Regions from separate parts of the Mus musculus genome. Here region 1 is linked to region 2. A link is a contact called in public HiChIP or PLAC-seq data. All regions are on one chromosome and are shown on one strand. Each heading gives the region's core, a stretch centred on a gene start, on an enhancer-like site or on the middle of the called end of the contact. The rest is flanking DNA. Distances are from core to core; before and after follow the strand shown.

Region 1 (6,662 bases), core at 163-2,662, 730 kb after region 2:
GATAGGATGCCCTCGGTTGGTCTCTTAGCTGTGGAGCACGTGTCCACTCATCACAACCTACATTTCAGTTGAACTGTGTGGAGCAAACATTTGATTCAGAGGCTTTCCTCTGCAGTCCTCTGCTTAACCAAAAAGGGAGAAAGAGAATAACATTTAATAACCCATCTGGTGCCCCGAGCACACCCCTAAGAGGGTGAGATAGGAGCTCTGAGTGCGTCTTGGCCCCGGCTTGTTTTGTCTTGGGACCCTCTGGCCTCTCTGGATGTGATGCTGGTGTTTGAAGATCTGTTGTTTCACAAAGCAGGATACACCAGGATATCGGGGTGTTGGGGGGGCAGAACCAAAGCAAGCAAACAAAACATAAGAAGGAAAGAAAGCAAAGTTTAGTCACTCACAAGTTTAGCCATTTCTAAAGCTGTAGGAATGGGGTTCAGATCCTTCTATAACCAACACCACCGATGGCCTGGGTAAAGTAACCAACTTACCCAGACTTTAGGTCACGTGCTGTGCCTGAGCATCTTATGCGGCTACACTGAGGCTTAATGAATAACCGGCACAAGGTGGACTATTAGTAACAGTTTGTCTTACCCCGGCTCACATAGCCCTCCCTCCTCTACCAATGGATTCTCTCCTTAGAAGACATAAAGAGGTGACACGCTGAGCAGGCCTTCTAGAAGAGGCAGCATATTCAGAGTTCCACCTGCAGGTCACTCCCTGGTCCAAGCCTGTAGCAATATCGCTCTTCAGAAGACTGAAGTAAGAGAGGGAGAGGCGAGAGAGGAGGAAGGAGAAAGGGACAGAGGGGAAAAGTGAGGGATAGAGGGAGTGAGAGAACGAAAGGGAGAGGAAGAGACAGAGAAATATTGATTATATAAGCCCCTACCGGCATTTAGGATCTGATCCTGGGGGCGTCTACGTGATCTCATCGAGTCCCTCTTCCCAGCTTTTTGTGCTACCTTGTTATTTTATACTTCACTCTTTCATCCGAATGGGTATTCAATTGAGCCGGCTCCGATAACCAGTGGCTCCTTAGTCAGAGGCAAAAAAGTTCTTTGGCTGGATGCTAGATGCCTCGGTTACGAAGCAGGAGCCTGGCTCCTTCCTCTTCAGCTAGACCAGTGACTGCTGCTTCGCTGCTGGAGCTCCATCCTTTGCAGCGTGGCCGCGGGAAAGAAAAGTCAATTTTTGCAAACAGTAGGCTCTTCATGTGTAGTATAATCCAGACAGCCTAGATCTGTACTCTGCAAATGCCAGCCCAGCAGTCGGGCACAGGATGCCCTCTAGGGAAGTGGTCCGGAGGGGTCAGGGATGCCCAGGCAATCTGGACCATTGGAACTCTCCGCCCGCTAGAGAGGAGACCAAGCAAGACCTTTCCGACGGCACCACCCCCTCAGACCCAACAGGACGAGTCGCCCCTAGCAACAGCAGCCGGCAGCTAGCTCCGACCGCGCTGATTGGCGGAACTCCAGGCGGCCGTAGCGTCACTTCCGGCAGCCGGAGGCAGCGGAGGAAGCCGAGGCGCGGCCATCTTGAGTCTGTAAGGCTCCTGAGGTGCCGGGAGCGGCGGTGGCAGCCGGCAGGGCGAGGCCGGGCGGAAAGCGAGCCGGAGAAGGGAAAGCAGCCGGGCGTGGGCGCCTCCTCCGCGGCTCCCTCCATGGTCGGCGCCTGCAGGCCGCGGCGGCCTGTCTTGCGCTCCATCTCCGCTCCATCCTCCTGCGCTGCTGCCTCTTCAGGGGCTGCCGGCCGCGCCGTGTCGAGCCCCCGGGGCTGAGCTCCGCGGCGCTGCGGCTGCGAGCGGCGAGGAGGCGCGGGGCCCGCGAGGCCCGTGAGGTGCCCTGAGGCTTGCGGCGGCGGCCAGCCGGCCCGCTTCCAGTGCGGCCGCCGGCGCTGGGGGAGAATGAGCCCCGGGGCCCGCGGGCGCACGGCCCGGGCCAGGCCGGAGATCTAGACTCCGGCCAGGGAGGGCAGGGCCCGGAGGCTCGCGGCCGCTGCTCGCCGGCCGCCCAAAGCTGGGCGGTTTTGTTTTCGCCTTGGCGTTGTGCGGAATCAAAGCGCAATAAGATGTCCACTAGGACCCCTTTGCCAACGGTGAATGAACGAGACACTGAAAACGTGAGTGGACTGCGCTGCAGGGTGGCAGACCCTCAGGGTGGTAGCAGGGGGATCCAGCCCAGATGCTCCAGGCAGGGGTCAAGGCGCAGCCCTGTCCTGCGGCGCGCGTGCGGCCTGCGCGCTGTCCTTACGGTCGGCTGAGCATTACCCGTCCGTGCGCTGCTGCGGCCAGTGCGCGGTTGAACACAACTCTCCTCTTAACGTCGGGCAGGGTCTGAGCCTGCCAGTCAGACCTAGGTGCAGATTAATAGGATCCAATCGGGTCGAGCGGAGCGCCCTTTAAAAGGGGACTAAGTTTAATGACAACTGCCAAAACTAAGTGCCCCGTGGAGAGATCCTTGTGGGCCCCCGTAGTTCCCGCACTCACAAGAGTAGTTCTCTGCTCCAGAGCCGCTGCCTTTATCAAGGAGTAGCTTCCCGTCCTTGGCAAAGCTAAATCTGTTCGGAAGCAGCGGGCTGAGTGTTTTGAGAAGCAGATGTGAAGCTCTGCTCTGTTCTGCTGCCCGGCCGAGGGACACCCACTGGGTTGCCTTTTCCTTCCGCTGCAAAAGGTTGGCTTGGAGTAGCTCTCAGGCCCGGTCCAGTGTGCACACCCAGCAAATCTATGTAAAAGGATTTTGTTGGAAAGGACCTGCAGAACCAAACCAAACCACAGCCTGGAGCAGCATTGCTAGGGAGTGACAAACGTGTAGTAGAAGTTCTACTGAAGAAATGTTTGACCTGCCCAAGTGTTTTTTGAACTCTTCTTCCGCATCGGATTCCAAAGTGTTCCAGCCTAGCTTTGTCCTCTGTAAAGCATTTAGTAAATAACTTGTAAAGAAACTTCACTGGCCTTTCATTATGCGGAGCTATGAGGTAACTGCTGGCAAGAAAATGCAGTCTCTTTGGAAAAGCTTTCATGCTTCGGGTGTTTTCATGCTTTGAAAACCATCCTTAGACATGGTGACCTAGTGGTATCAAATGCCTTCATTTTAATCTTCAAAATGACACTTGTGCTTGATAGCTATTAGGTAATTTAATCTATTTGGTCTAAGTCATCTCTGTGGTGTGTTACTATACAGTTGTATATGTTCTTCCCCCTGAGATAGATAGAAGATTTCCTAACTGGGAGAGCTTAGACTAGACCTTTTCCCTCCTCTTCCTTCCTCACCCTTCTCCCCTTCTTTCTCTTTTTTTTCTCTTCCTCACTTCTTTGTTCCACAGTTCTTGCTGTGTTGCTTGGGCTGTCTAAGGGAGCCTCTGCCTCAGTTTCCCCACAGCAGAGGATACAGACACATCCACCTGAGACCTTTCCTCTTTATGTTCTTTTGAAGAAACTTATCTTTGACCTGATTGATCATCATATTCTTTGGCTACCCTAAAAAATGAAGCAAGTAAATCAGTTGATTGGCTTTGATCATTGAAATCAAAACTTTAGGTAGAACTAGAACTTATGCTTTCTAAATTGAAGAAACAGGTTTATGATAATGAAAGACACCATTTTAGTCTTCTTTAAATTTCTATACTATCATCTGTCTGTCTATCTAATCTGCCATGTCTGTCTGTCTGTCTGTCTGTCTATCTATCTATCTATCTATCTATCTATCTATCTATCTATCTATCTATCTATCTAATCTGCCATGTCACTGTGTAGCTCTGGCTATCCTGGAATTCTCTATGTAGACTAGTGACCTGCCTGCCTCTGCCTCTGAAGTGCTGGGGTTTAAAGGCATGCTCCACCCTGCCTGGCTTTAACAGTATATTTCATGGGGGTGGGAGGACTCAAGGAGAAGTAGTCTATTTTTAGTCTGGAATGCATGGTTTTAGGTAGTTATTTGTGATTATTTTAGACTGAAGTGGCTCATTCTTCCCATGTTCTTTGTCAATTTGTTAAGTTGTTTTGTGATTTTGTATGTGGTAGAATTGCTACCTTTGTTTTTAAAAACAACCTAAGGGCTAGAAATGTGCCTCAGTGATAGAGAGAAAACTTTAGGATGTGAAGGATGCCTTATTCTTTTTCTTTTTCCTTTTCTCTTCTTTTCTCTTCCTTCCTTCCTTTCCTTTCTTCTTTCTTTTTTTGGTTTTTCCAGGCAGGGTTTCTCTATATAGTCCTGGCTGTCCTGGAACTCACTTTGTAGACCAGGCTGGCCTCGAACTCAGAAATCCATCTGCCTCTGCCTCCCAAGTGCTGGGATTAAAGGCGTGTGTCACCACCGCCCGGCATATGCTTTTTGTTTTTGTTTTGTTTTTTTGGTTTTTTTGGGTTTGGTTTTTTGAGACAGGATTTCTCTATATAGCCTTGGCTGTCCTGGAACTCACTTTGTAGACCAGGCTGGCCTCGAACTCAGAAATCCACCTGCCTCTGCCTCCCGAGTGCTGGGATTAAAGGTATGCGCCACCACGTCCCGCGCTTTTTGTTTTGAAGATAGGATTTCTCTGTGTATATCTGGCTGTCCTGGAACTCACTCTGTAGACCTGGTTGGCCTCAAATTTAGAGGTCTGCCTGCCTCTGCCTTCTAAGTGCTGGGATTAAAAGGTGTTTGCCATTGGGTTGGAGAAATGTCTCAGCTACTAAGAGCATCGACTGCCCTTTCAGAGGTCCTGAGTTCAACTCCCAGCAACCACATGGTGGCTCACAACCATGTAATGGGATCAATGCCCTCTTCTGGTGTGTCTGAAGACAACTACAGTGTACTCAAATAAATAAAGTAAATAAACCTTAAAGAGAGAGAGAGAGAGAGAGAGAGAGAGAGAGAGAGAGAGAGAGAGAGAGAGAGAGAGAGGGGCTTGCCATCACTGACCAGCCACTTTAAATTTATTATCTTATTTATTTAGGTCTTTTGTTTTTGTTTTTTTGAGACGGGGATTCAATATGTAGCCCTGGCCACTCTGAAACTCACTCTGTAGAAGAGGCTGGCCTCAGCCTCAGAGATATGCCTGCCTTTGCCTCTCTACTGCTAGGATTAAAGACATGCTTCACTGCTACCAGGTGCATAATACTTTTGAGATTGTGGTTTTTTTTTTTTTTTTTTTTTTGGTTTTTTGAGACAGGGTTTCTCTGTGTAGCCCTGGCTGTCCTGGAACTCACTCTGTAGACCAGGCCGGCCTCGAACTCAGAAATCCGCCTGCCTCTGCCTCTCAAGTGCTGGGATTAAAGGTGTGCGCCACCACCGCCTGGCGAGATTGTGTTTTAAAGTGTATTAATAGTTCATTTCTTTTTATTGCTAATTAGTATTCCATCAGATGTATCATGATTTTTAAAAAAATTCTTTAGCCAGTTGGTGGTCATTGGCTGTTATGACTAGAGCAACTTTGCATTGTGTGTGTGCCTGTGTGCATGTGCGCACGTGTGTGTGTGTGTGCATATGCTTGTGTGTGTGTGTGTATGCATACACTTGTGTGTGTGCACATGTGTGAACTAAGCTGGCTTCAACTCAGGAATTCACTTGCCTCTGCCTCCCAAGTGTTGAGATTAAATTTGTGGACCACTTCATCCTAGCCTTTTAAGAAGCTCTGGCTTCTTTTTTTTTTAAGATTTTATTTATTTGATGCATGTGAGTACACTGTAGCTGTACAGATGGTTGTGAGCCTTCATGTGGTTGTTGGAAATTGAATTTTTTAGGACCTCTGCTTGCTCTGGTCAATCTCGCTCGCTCCAGTCAGCCCTGGTTGCTCAGTCCCAAAGATTTATTTATTATACATAAGTGCACTGTAGCTGACTTCAGACCCACCAGAAGAGGGCATCAGATCTCATTATGGGTGGTTGTGAGCATCATGTGGTTGCTGGGATTTGAACTCAGGAGCTTTGGAAGAGCAGTCAGTGCTCTTACCCACTGAGCCATCTCGCCAGCCTGAAGCTCTGGCTTTTATCTGCAGTGTAAATATAAATCAAGAAACATAATTTGCAGTGATATTAGTTATTTCCACCTTGTATACTATTTGTTCTTAAGTGTTTGATTTCCATGTTACTGCTCACCTATGAATAGGAATATAAAAGTTATAGCTCAGAAAAAACAGTTAAAATTCTGGGGCCAGAAGATGGTTGTGTCTAGTGTTCTGGGACTGGAATTTCAGGTGGTTGTGAGACCCGGTGTGGGACCTGGGAACTCAAACCTGTGTCTGGAACACCCCTTAATCATTTAGCCACCTCTCCAGCCCAAAAGCAGGAGGCTTTTTAAAGATAAAGTTTACCTTTTGTGGTATGTTCTATAATTGACTTGCAAAGGGATCCATTAGTAAATCCTGTTTTTTTTTTGTTTTTTGTGTTTTTTTTAAAAAGATTTATTTATTATATGTAAGTACACTGTAGCTGTCTTCAGACACTCCAGAAGAGGGAGTCATATCTCCTTACAAATGGTTGTGAGCCACCGTGTGGTTGCTGGAATTTGAACTCAGGACCTTCAGAAGAGCAGTCGGGTGCTCTTACTCGCTGAGCCATCTCACTAGCCCCAGTAAATCCTGTTTTTATTTGACAAGATTAGAAATTAAATTTCAAAGCAGTTGACGTTTTGTAAGACTGGATTACTTGCTAGAGGACTAGAAGCAGAGGTTTATTAGTTAACAGCTCTGGA
Region 2 (6,834 bases), core at 3,220-5,719:
AACACATATATCTGTGCATAGAAGAACACACACGTGTGCACAGGAGGAAACTGAATGCAAACCTAATGTTTTACATTTGTATCTATGTAGGAATAAAGGCAAGCTTAATGTTGTTCCTTAACCTTCTCTATATTGTTTAATGTTCACAATGTATGAATTTATCTCAACTGTATGTAAAGATGGGTATTTCAAGACCTTTAAGGAATCTCCTGGCTTAGCGCTTAGCACCAACAGAAGAGAAACTCAGAAAGAACATTCTTAAAGATGAGATCAGTGTACAAAGGCCGTCCACAGGCAGCTGTGGCGCACTTAGCTTCAAGAGGAGGGCAAACCTGACACAATAAATTCCAAAAGTGCATTTCATCACAAGTAAGGTAAGCAGGCTTGCTTTGAACATGAGAAGAAGAAAAAAAAGTCGACTGTGAACTTTAAGATAGTTAAATACACAAACTCAGAGTGAGGCAGCGCCTCGCTGGCTCTGGACCACTGACCCAGCAACAAAGTGAACTGGATCCCCTACCCATGGCTGGGGCAGGCAGATAAAGGCTCATTTGTTTCTCCCTGGCTCTGCTGGCAGCCATAATGTCTGGGGTATCAAACAAGAACGAGAGGTCCGAGGTCTGAGGAGAAAAAGCAGCTGCAGCCCTAGGAAAACCACCCAGGAGAAGCAGCTTTCTCTCAGGGGACCCTGCTGGGTCACACACTTCACAGCTACCCAGAAAGCCCCAGGCAGGGCTAGGGAGGGGGACCAGAGCTGAGCTATGGGTAACACATGTCCCACCCCACACTAACAGGAATAATCAACCACCCAGGGAAAAACACAAGCGTCAAGGACAGAGAAGGTGGACCATGGAAAACAGAGGAATCCATTTGCATCAATTAAAATTCTTGTCATTCTTGTTTAATCAAATCTGGGTCTGTGGAATAGGAACCTATTAGCACTTGAAAAGCAGAGGTAAAATTTGCTTTTGTGGGACCTGTGGTGTGCAAGTGTGAACACTGTCTTTCCCAAGTTGTAGGGCAGGTCGTGCCCTCAGTACAACCCAGCTCCACTGTGGGGTAAGAAGGGCTGGAGGGTGTTAACCGTTAGTACAGCTAGAATTTGCAGAAAAAAGGAACTCCATCCATTTGAGTCTCTTTGGGAGATTAAGTGTTTCAAACCACACTACTAAAACCAGACCAGGACTTTCAACAAAGAGGGCGGTACCATACTAATTATTTTCTGTATTGAGCAACAACGACCTGAATTACCAAACATGGTGGGGAAAAAAAAAGACACAAAATTATTCAAAACCCTACAGCCATTTACATCTATACCACATCCACTAGCCCAGGCAACTGACTAGAGATCCGTGGCACTGGCAAACCTGCAGAGTATACATGAAAATGTATATTCCAAGTGTGTGCACACACAGAAAACCCACACACTGCGAGAATGCTAAACAGGTCCATGGCTGCTCCAGATGCTCTTTTCGGAGCACACTGACTAAACTTGTTCTCTTCTTAAAAAAAAAAAAAAAAAAAACCTTGGGGGCTGGCGAGATGGCTCAGTGGTTAAGAGCGCCAACTGCTATTCCGGAGGTCCCAAGTTCAAATCCCAGCAACCACATGGAAGCTCACAACCTTCCGTAACGAAATCTGATGCCCTCTTCTGGAGTATCTGAAGACAGCTACAGTGTACTTACATATAATAAATAAATAAATATTTAAAAAAAAAAAACCTCTGATAGCATGGCAAAGCATGTATTAGGATGTATAATTTTGCTTTTGTTTTTGTAGGTATGATTAAATAATCCATTAAAACATTTACATAGGGGCTGGAGACATGGCTCAGTGGTTAAGAGCACTGACTGCTCTTCCAGAGGTCCTGAGCTCAAATCCCAGCAACCAGATGGTGGCTCACAACCATCTGTAATGAGATCTGATGCCCTCTTCTGGTGTATGTGAAGACAGCTACAGTGTACTTACATGCATAAAATAAATAAATCTTAAAAAAAAAAAAATCAGACAGGCCAGGCAGTGGTGGCACACACCTTTACTGCCAGCATTTGGGAGCAGAGACAGTCGGATCTCTTGTGAGTTCAAGGCCAGCCTAGTCTACAGAGTGAGTTCCAAGGCAACTGGGGCTACACAGAGAAAGCCTGTCTCAAAGAACCAAAAACCAAACCAAACCAAAAAACAGTCTAGAGAGGAAAAAGTAAGGACTCTAATTAGATCCAGTAAGGACAAATGTCTTCAAGTAAGGATTGGTCAAGCTCATCTTCTCTCTCGAGTCGATGTCTTCCATCCACTGGGCCAGCCAGGCACTCACTCCCAGTCTGCATGCCAGACACAGTGGTGTCTTACACACACACACACACACACACACACACACACACACCGTCTTACCTGACCCCTCAGCATCCTCAGCATCTTCCCTGGAGATTGCTGTCACTACACCTGTTTAAGGATGAGAGCTGAGGGGGCTGAGAGGCGGCAGGGACTCCTGAGGCTGTGGGTCTGCCTAGCTCCGTGCCTGGCTGCAATGTCCTCCACCTCCAGAGCGGATGCTCTTAACTTTACCCTGGGACACCTTGCCACTCACTATGCAAATGACTTACAAGGCAAAGGAGGAGGACAGGAAAACTGGCTAAACCTGGGTGTTACCAAAACTTTGGCCACAATCCACTTTCTGGAGGCCTAGGGTGGTGATGGTGCACGCCTTTAATTCCAGCACTTGAGAGGCAGAAACAGGCTAATCTCTGAATTCTAGGCCAGCCTGGTCCACAGAGCTAGTTCTAGGGTAGCTTTGGCTACAAAGGGAAACCCTGTCTTGAAAAACCAAAATGAGCCGGGCGGTGGTGGCGCATGCATTTAATCCCAGCACTTGGGATGCAGGGGCAGGCAGATTTCTGAGTTTGAGGCTAGCCTTGTCTCTCTCTCTCTCTCTCTCTCTCTCTCTCTCTATATATATATATATATATATATATATATATATATAAAACTTAAATTTTTTTAAATTAATATTTTGCATATATAATTTGCATTTTATGATGTGTCTATTTTTTAACTTTTCTTAAATTTTTTTTTGTTTTTGTTTTTCTCCTCTTTAAGTGTGTCTATAGGATCTGTGGTGAGAGAGAGAATACTAGAGAGAAGGGTGTGGAGGGAGAGAGAAGATACCATAGCTGGGGTGAGAGGAACACCTGTAGTAGTGTCTGTGGTGTTTAGCACTGCATATGCCTGAACTTCGAGCTCTTTGGGAATCTCTTATCTCTGCTCCCATCTCACCATAGGCATGCTGGGATTGCAGGTGCATGCTACTGCATCAGATTTTGTTTTTGTTTTTTTTTGTTTTTTTTTTGAGACAGTTTCTGTCTAGTAGGCTTGGCTATCCTGAAATTTGTTATACTGATCAGGCTGGCCTCAAACTCATGGAAATTCAACTGCCTCTGCCTCTAAGTGAGGGGAATGAATGCGCCCGTCACTCCCCTCAAGACCACATTAATCTTCCTTAAAGGGAGTGACACAGTGACACAAGACTGAAGGGTGAATGAGATGACTTATTTTTTAAATGTTATGTCATTTATGGTACATAGAAATTACTGCACTGCAATTAAAATGTAGTGTCAATTTGATATTGTAACTACAGAGAACACAATCTAATCACGGTAAGAGACTACACTTCTGGCTACACTATCACAGGCAATCATAACCGTATATCTATGAAAATCAAACAGCGGTCCCAACAAAACCGACTTGTCTAGTCGCATTTGGACTCCAGGTTACCCACAAACCCGGCACTAAGTCCAGTTTTCCAGTCCTTCTATTTTCTAGAAAGACTGCCTCATCTCCCAACTTCTAAGCAACCGTTTTACATTCCGCTAAAAGGATGCTTTCAGAACCACAACTGTTTAACTCAGAAAGTAAGATAGGCGGCCCAGCGTCCCTCTCGAACGCGGTTTAAGCCGCCGTCCCGCAGGGGCGGGGAGCCACCGTGTGAGCGCTCAGAGCCGACGGCCAATGTCTTGAGATTTCAGATGCGATCCGACAAACGAACGAACGAACGAACGAACGAATGAGCGAGTGAATGAACGAAATGACACAACTCCTCAAACTCCAGCAGAACCCGCTGCCTAGCCCCGGGTACCTGCGGCGCCGCCCCGCAGGCCCCGGGGACCCTCAGCCCTTCTCCGGCCCCACTCACTCTTCATCCTGAACGCGGATGACGCCGTCAGCCCCTGGACGGCCCCGGACCGAAAAGAAAAGAGGAGACTGTGGTACCGGCCTTCTCCCTTCCAGAGGTGGCTTCCGGCTCGAGGACCTTCGCGGTGGTCCCTGGCTGGGGAGCGTTAGGATCCGGCCGCCATATTGTATTCCTGTCGCCTTAGCAACCGCCAGACCCTTAGGAGGGAGGGGCGTTCCGGAGACATGCGTATACGCATGCGCAAAGGAGAGGGTTTAAAAACCGCTGGCCCGTTCACGCATGCGCGGTGCAGCCTGCCGCCTCGGTTCGGTCGCTACGCAACCTCTCGCCGCTTTAAATTTAAGTATAATTTCTTACCTAGTGAGTAGGCGACCTTGGTGGGACTGACTCTTCCCAGCTCTCCCGAGAATGTAACGATGTTGAACCAGACGAGAACAATTTCCTTGAGCTTTAACTGCCTGTAACACTAGTTGGAGCCTGTTCTTGACAACACCTACAGTTGAGCATCAAAGCAGCCTGATAGCTACTGCTGTGTAATTTGTAAGTTTTACTGCTTAATTCAACAAACATTTACTTTGCTAAAAGTAGTGTTGCACGCATTGGAGATATAATGAAAAGCGACCTAGACGAGATCCCTAAATTCTTGTTACTGTAAAGTGAGGTTGAAAAATTCTCACCCCATGCATTTAAATTCAAAAAGAAAAAAAGGGGAAAAAAAAGTCATGTGGGTTGTCTAAAAATAAACTGCATTTAAATTCAATAAAGAAAGAAAGAAAAAGAAAAATCCTTACCCAAGTGGTCGCAGTGAAGACTAAATGAGATGTCCCTGGTGCCCCACCCAATTCCTAGGGGCTTTTGCCTAAGGCTTGACAGGGTCTGTCACACTGCAAGTGCTTAATAAATGTTTGTCCAAAAGCCAGGGGAATCAGCACCTGTCACCTCTGTATCATTCTTATCTGTCTAGGGGCAAGCCTGATTTTAAGCATTGAGGATTCAGGACAAACTTTACCCTTTGACCCAGTTAAACAGGCAGATGGGAGAAGTGTTTTTGCTGACTTGGGCAATAGAAACCATATATCCTGTTGTTGGAGTCCCAAGATGATAAAGAGCTTTGTCAGGGGCACCTCCTGGTGGATCACTGAACCCAGACACCAGCCCATGGCTTCTGACTCCCTGTGTTTCTGTGCCCAGAAGAAGTTGGGCGCAAAGGGTTTCAACGTGTACATATTTTATGGAGGGTGTGTTTCAAACTGGCCCCTGGAACAACTGATGTGTTTTAGCAAATTAGAAGTAACATCTGGGGCTGGCGAGATGACTCAGTGGTTAAGAGCACCAACTGATCTTCCAAAGGTCCTGAGTTCAAACCCCAGCAACCACATGGTGGCTCACAACCATCCATAACGAAATCTGATGCCCTCTTCTGGAGTATCTGAGGACAGCTACAGTGTACTTACTGTAATATAATAAGTAAATAAATACATAATAAATAAACAAATAAATAAATAGAAAAATAGAAGTAACATCTGAAAAGCCCTTCTGTTTGTCTATTTTTCTTTCTTTTTTTTTTTTTGTCTAACAGTTTTCATATGCACACATTGGGAGTGAAACATTTAAATTATTTTCATTTCCCTATTTGTTTTCTGTTTCTCCATCTCACCCCAAGCCCAGAATTCACAAGCAGGACTTCGGTTTCTCTATGGAAAATGTTCTGCCTTCCTGTGACTGTGTGTTCCAGAGCTCTATGTCAAAATTTAAAAATGTGAAGAGGAAGATAAAAGCTAGAACTCAGTGACTGAGCTCGATCACCAGCCGCTGCAGAGGGGAGAGGAAGGACAAGCTTAGAGTCATGGAGCCTTAGTGAAGAAGGCCAGGAGAATCAACTCAGGCGTCTGGAAAAAGCAAGAGACACAGAGAAAAGGGGGTTGTCACACATTCCTGCTATTAGTCCCAGCACTGTGGCTTGGGGCTATGGGTGGAGGCAGGCCGATCTCTGCGAGTTCAAGGCCAGCCTGGGTTACATAGTTCCAGCTACATAGACTTTGGAAAATGCTTTTATCCTTTGCCACTCCAGCTTTCCTGTCAGGTGACTCTTTCCACCAGATCTTTTGATACAGAAGCAGGGGGACACCACCACTGCCCCTGCTGCAAACTGTCTTTCTTAAATCGTAGGCTATGTGATAACTTTGGGATAGACTCACATTCTGTGAGTCTATCCCAAATGTGATATCTTTGGGATATGTGAGTCTATCCCAATGTGATAACTTTGGGATAGACTCACAGAAGCACAGGGGGCATGACATTGAATATTTCACTGGCCATAAAAGAGGAGTGTGGCCTTCCAATTGCTTCTAATTCTCTTCTAGAATTCCCCAGTTATTGGTGTGGTGGGGGCAGAGGCAAAAATGGGGTCACACACGAAAGGAGATCTCATCACTTCCCAGGAGTCACCATGGATGATGGACGTCCAAAGTGAGGGAGACAAACCCCTGGGGCTGCCGGGAGAGGGATCCAGCACAGGATGGGGAAGGCTGGGAAGATGAGCTGGGCAGCAGGCATAGAGAACAGCCAACCCAGACTGTAGCAAGAAGCCCTTGAAGGCATCTCCGGCTAAGAGCCAACAAACAGACAAAAACAGCACAGCTGCTCTC

What was found. HiChIP or PLAC-seq counts read pairs in DNA pulled down with a chosen protein or histone mark.
Region 1: a FOXA1 HiChIP or PLAC-seq map of pancreatic cancer cells shows a contact between it and region 2. The contact joins the promoter of 2810029C07Rik here to the promoter of 4921507G05Rik in region 2. A contact is called at or near these places in 2 of 39 promoter capture datasets (both in liver), 2 of 115 datasets of contacts at active chromatin or transcription factors (bone marrow-derived macrophages and pancreatic cancer cells) and 1 of 9 other capture datasets (adipose tissue).

What each region holds. Positions count from the first base shown.
Region 1 is chr12:111,572,990-111,579,651 of GRCm38.p6, forward strand. It overlaps 2810029C07Rik (RIKEN cDNA 2810029C07 gene), which reads right to left and starts at 1,413. Exons shown (of 2, transcript NR_045295.1): 1 at 884-1,413; 2 at 1-751. Mark3 (MAP/microtubule affinity regulating kinase 3) reads left to right here and starts at 1,532. Exons shown (of 18, transcript NM_001370744.1): 1 at 1,532-2,112. The coding sequence starts at 2,062.
Region 2 is chr12:110,836,560-110,843,393 of GRCm38.p6, forward strand. It overlaps 4921507G05Rik (RIKEN cDNA 4921507G05 gene), which reads left to right and starts at 4,470. Exons shown (of 2, transcript NR_152102.1): 1 at 4,470-4,726; 2 at 5,850-6,834. Mok (MOK protein kinase) reads right to left here and starts at 4,380. Exons shown (of 12, transcript NM_011973.2): 1 at 4,187-4,380. The coding sequence starts at 4,193.